Linked DNA regions of Zea mays: region 1 is linked to region 2. The links are chromatin contacts, called in public Hi-C maps. All regions are on one chromosome and are shown on one strand. The core of a region is the stretch at or near the end of the contact, and the rest is flanking DNA. Distances in the headings are between cores, read along the strand shown.

Evidence for each region. Hi-C and Micro-C count contacts between places; a contact is called where the count stands out from the background.
Region 1: a contact with region 2 is called in a Hi-C map of endosperm, with 2.4 times the contacts expected there. The contact joins the promoter of LOC100279138 here to the promoter of LOC103638821 in region 2. A contact is called at or near these places in 3 of 25 Hi-C or Micro-C datasets (bundle sheath, endosperm and leaf).

The regions. Positions count from the first base shown.
Region 1 is chr9:108,721,820-108,724,519 of Zm-B73-REFERENCE-NAM-5.0, reverse strand. LOC100279138 reads right to left here and starts at 1,319. Exons shown (of 1, transcript NM_001364560.1): 1 at 724-1,319. The coding sequence starts at 1,248. The coding sequence ends at 1,039. It overlaps LOC100283261 (MRS2-10), which reads right to left. Exons shown (of 5, transcript NM_001156163.1): 3 at 2,551-2,700; 4 at 2,398-2,445; 5 at 1,828-2,289. The coding sequence ends at 2,059. It overlaps LOC100383626, which reads left to right. Exons shown (of 7, transcript NM_001176274.1): 7 at 1-682. The coding sequence ends at 409.
Region 2 is chr9:108,441,128-108,443,827 of Zm-B73-REFERENCE-NAM-5.0, reverse strand. LOC103638821 (WRKY transcription factor WRKY28) reads left to right here and starts at 1,313. Exons shown (of 3, transcript XM_008661631.4): 1 at 1,313-1,800; 2 at 1,913-2,329; 3 at 2,469-2,700. The coding sequence starts at 1,624.

The DNA.
Region 1 (2,700 bases), core at 70-2,569, 280 kb before region 2:
CATCCTGCCCTTCGGCGCAGTGTTCATCGAGCTCTTCTTCATCCTGACATCGATCTGGCTGCACCAGTTCTACTACATCTTTGGGTTTCTGTTCCTGGTCTTTGTCATCCTTATCCTGACCTGTGCAGAGATCGCCATCGTGCTCTGCTACTTCCAGCTCTGCGGCGAGGACTACCAGTGGTGGTGGAGATCCTACCTGACGTCTGGCTCGTCAGCGCTGTACCTCTTCCTCTACGCCACGTTCTACTTCTTCACCAAGCTGGAAATAACGAAGACCGTCTCCGGCGTCCTATACTTTGGCTACATGCTCATTGCCTCCTACGCCTTCTTTGTGCTCACCGGCACCATTGGCTTCTACGCCTGCTTCTGGTTCACCAGGCTCATCTACTCTTCGGTTAAGATCGACTAGAGAGTAACAGCTGCAACACTGCTCCGTGGGTTTTCGAAATCAGAGATCAAGAGAGAATACTAGGTAACGAACCATCAGAATTTGAGAGGGTAGTGTGCGTTATTTTTATAAGGTGGAACTTCAAACGTAGGGTGCTTATTCAGTGCTTTAGGGTTTTTACAGTTTGATTCTGGAACACTAAGTCAGTTTACTTCGAAGTCAGTATTTTCAGTGTGTATCCCTTACAGAAGAGGTGTCTGATGGTATAATTCAACTACTTAACAATTTAACCATATGTTATGTTTGGTGAAATTATGATGGTATTAGCAGTTTGATTCAGCAACATTAAATGTATAAATTAGTGTACTGGCCACACCCCACACAACAAGTTTCGGTTACAGATGCTACAATGAAACGAGCTTAACATTTGAACCACATATCTTCCGTGGTTCTAATAATTAAATCACAAGGGAGGCTACTTATTCAGTAAGAAAATTGGCATGTTATACATACATGGATAACAAGATAGTAGCACTCGAGGTTTTTGCACATATGGAACACATACATAACACCCGCCAAAGAGCCTAATCCTATCTTATTTTCGGAACATCTCGGTAAGCTAGCTAATCGACGATCTCCACGGGCCTTTTCTAAGCTCGGCTGGCCTGCTGGTCGCGCCCGTTCTTCTTGCTCCCGAACATGACGTAGCTGAGGCCGCCAACGACGATGAGGCCGCCGACCGCCAGCGTCGTTGGGCTGTAGCGCCGTAGAGGGCTCGACGGATGCGCCGATGCCGACCCCGCGCGCTTGAGCGGGTCTTCTGCCATGGACGCCCACGCGTACATCTTCTCCGGCCACATCACGCACACACGGTGCTCCTTTCTGGATTCTGATGATGGCTACCTCCACTACACGGACTAGGAAGCTCTGTGTCCTGTCCTGCTCCGTGCCGAAGCAGCTTTATGGTGGTAGCAGGTTAAGCGGCAAGAGGACACGCATGGAGTTCGCGTGCAAGCGTGACATCGTGGCACTGCCACGTGCAGCATCAAGTCAACATCCACGCACTGGTGTTTCTCATGAATGAACTACTCCTCCGTTCTCTATCTTAAAGTCACTTAACGAAAGTATTTTCTAAGTTAAATACTTTTAACTTTAACCGTTAGTAGCAAAATATTCATTAATATTACTGAATAAAAATGAAACTATTAGATTTATTATTAAAACATCTATCACAATATATATATTTTCTAATTTAAAAATAATTATTTTTATAAATATTATTAGTCAAAGTTTTAAAATATTAATTTAAGATAAATCTTCGTGACCTTAACATAAGAAACGGATAGAGTAGCCAGATGGAAGACACTGTTTACTGGGAGCTAGAAGCGTCAGGAACATGTTTTGACGAAATCATCTTATATCCTATCGAGCCACCTGGATGTAGAATTGGTCGGTATTATTTGTATAAACTGTAATATGATTTTCTCTTATACAGCACAGGGATCATGTCAAGAAGGTTACAATTTTCACCCGGATTCTCGGTACTCATGCCGTAAACCTCTAAAAGAATGGTAATTTACATCGGCAGAGGTTCAGGCTTCTGATCAAGTGCCTCTTAACAGGGTTGAAATTGATTCATCGGTCCTATGGGAGGAGGGCATATACATTCTCTACAAAGGCATCAATCTCTTGTACTTGAAGAACCAAAGAAAGGAGCAGAAGATGAAAACGCCGGTCACTGAAGTAATTACAAGGACCCACTGGAATGCATTCTCTATTTCGAAAACTGATGTCTCAAAGTTCATCCCGAATATCCCAGCAACCACTCCGAAAATGGCCACAACAAATGTTGCGGTCGTTAGCAGCAATTCAAACTGGATCAGCTGGTTCCGCACATTGTCCTAGGAACATATGGAAAGTCAAATAAGTTACACAGACCAGCAGTGTGAGAAATGCATAAACTCTGATATTCATATCCCGAATAGAGAGCATAAAATATGCTGGCATACCAGCTGAATGTTGATGAAGTCTTCAGTGTCATCGATGTACTCTTTAAGCTGAAAGAAGGAAAAACAGATCATCAGACCCCTTTCACTCCTATCACATTATTACTACACATAGCATAGCCAGATTTAAGATATGCTGGAGATATGGCTCGGTACCGATGTCAGCTTGTTCAGAGTGCTGTCGATAACAACAAAATAAGCTTCCAGTAACATCTCCAGCTCCTGGATATGCTCTGTCATTGTGTTATCTGAGCCCTTCGTACTGTCATGCCTACTTCTACACAAACTGAAAGATTTCTCCAGTTT
Region 2 (2,700 bases), core at 64-2,563:
CAGGTCCAATGAATATTTCGCGCCAACATCACGGCCGGCCTCGAGAGCGGAGTTTTTCTAACCCCGAACCAGCAAGAATCAGCAACCCTGGTGGGCGGTGGCGGGGCTCCACCCACCACCTGATCATATCGGGCTCAGCGTGTGTTGGGAAATGCACATTTGGGAAACTGGGCAGGCAGCAGCACCGCAGCAGGCATACGTACATGGTCGAAGCCAACACGATTGTTTGTATGTGTGTCTGTGTTTTTTAATATATAACCTACGTGGCCGCATGACCGATTGACTGAGTTCCAGTTGCAACGTAGTACGACATCAGAAAAGAGGGGGGGCGACAAAGGGCAAGAGCATTGTGGTTGTTTGCAGCTAGGCAGGTGCTAGATGTGTTGTTAGGAAAAAAATATCCTTAGGCTAATCACAGTGATGATTTCATGTCCCTATTTCCAAAAATACCACATCAGCTTTGTGGATGAATGAAACAACCTCTTTTAATAAAGAGTTTCATCTTATTATTTCATATGTCAACGTACTTCTTAAATGCTGCATATAAATAACCAATATGATTTACTCAATTATATAAAGATGAAACAAAACACTCTCAGTGGAGGTTTCACGCAGTTTCTAATACCTTGGAAACGAGTTAACATGGTTTCATCCCCATGAAACTTCATGAAACTCTTCCTTCTTAAATTATGTGACATGTCATCAAAATAGCTGATGTGGCAGACTAATTAATACATGAAACACCTCATGAAACCTCCATTGTGATTAGCCTTAACAACAGAGTTGCAGGACGTACATGTAGTCCCAAACAAGTGAAACGTAAAAACCTCTTGGAGGTAAGTATTTTATCGATATAGAGCTGCGTACAGTTAGACAGAGACCGGGCAACAAGCAGAGGGAAGGGCAGGCTAATCCTCCCAAAATGCAAGCTAATAAATCGCAACCTGTTCATCTTTCTGGTGTACTTATTTCCTTTGACCCCTGCGGCGACCCTTTCCCCCTGCGGCCTAGCTGGGCTTTTCCAAGCGCTGGCCTGAGCCTGAGCCTGATCCTGATCCGGTCGGTCTCGCCCGGCGCCCGCCACCACACCGCAGTCCGGAGGATTAGTTTAAGCCACAGGTTTAAAACTCGCACCACACGCGTAGATCACATCGACGCTAGCCCACATGGAACAAAACTAAGGGTACTAATTTAAAAAACCCAATAATAATGGCCTCGTCAGCACAGGTCGCAAATACCATTCTCGATCGCCGTTCGTGTGTGTGTCCCAGCTTTGATATAACTATGTTCTGTCACTCACGACCAAGACGACGACGACGACGACTACGTACGACGGACAGGGCCTTCGATCGCTTCGCTTTGCCCACGGCCCCAACTCCCAAGATGCTTCGTCTCCCGAGTCCCGACCCCGGAACTAGCCGTCGCCGTCGCTCTCTTCTCAGAGCCACTCAGCAGTCCAGCTCCAGCGGCCTTCCCACCAAAACCTGCAGCACCGCACGCACATGACATGCCTAGCCTAGCTCCTCTGCCTGCCTATATATTCGCCTTCCTGCAGCGATGCCCCCCTCGTCCAAGCGCAAGCGCAACTCGCTCCCCAGCGCTCCTCCTTAATTAATCCCTTGCATGCCTTCCAGCCGCGCTCGCGCCTCATCAGGGACGGCGGCGGCGGCCATGGACCCGTGGATCGCGCAGCCTTCCCTCAGCCTCGACCTCAAGGTCGGCCTCCCCACGCCGGCCAAGGTCGTCTTGGTCGAGGAGACCAACAATTTCTTGGCCGTCAGCAGGACGAAAGACCGGGAGGTATGTGTTGTAGGCGCACGATCGAGCATAGCTCGTTCGCTGGCCGGACTACGTACGTACGACACCGCCGCGATGACTTTGTGCTGATTGGCCACTGACTGGGCCGATACAGGTGGAGGCGCTCGAGGCTGAGCTCCGGCGAGTCGGCGACGAGAACAAGCGCCTCAGCGAGATGCTGCGGGCCCTGCTGGCCAACTACACCGAGCTGCAGGGCCAGGTCAACGACATGGTTGTGGTGGCCGCCGCCGCCAACCGCCAGTCCTCCACGTCGGAGGGCGGCTCCGCGGCCTCGCCGTCCAGGAAGCGGATCCGGAGCGACAGCCTCGACACCGCCCCGCACCACCAACAAAACACCCGCAAGCCGTCGCCGTCGCCGCCGTTCGCGGCCCACGACCAGATGGAGTGCACGTCGGCCGCAGCCACCGCCGCCGCCGCCTTCCACCACGAGCCGGGCAGCCGCGTCCGGGAGGAGTGCAAGTCCAAGGTGTCCCGGCGATACGTCCACGCCGACCCCTCTGACCTCAGCCTCGTAAGTAACGGAGGATGCCGCCCGTGCACCATCGCTTCTTCTTCTTTTTTTCTCTCGCGCCGGATCAGCGTGTGCGTACGGTACGGTCAATAATTATTAACTAGCTCGTGCCCCACGTTGAACAAATAAAACAAAACAGGCGGTGAAGGACGGGTACCAATGGCGGAAGTACGGGCAGAAGGTGACCAAGGACAACCCCTGCCCGCGCGCCTACTTCCGGTGCTCCTTCGCGCCGTCGTGCCCGGTGAAGAAGAAGGTGCAGCGCAGCGCCGACGACAGGACCATCCTGGTGGCCACGTACGAGGGCGACCACAACCACGCCCAGCCTCCGCGGCACAACGGCGGCGGCAGCAAGGCCGCGACGAGGTCGA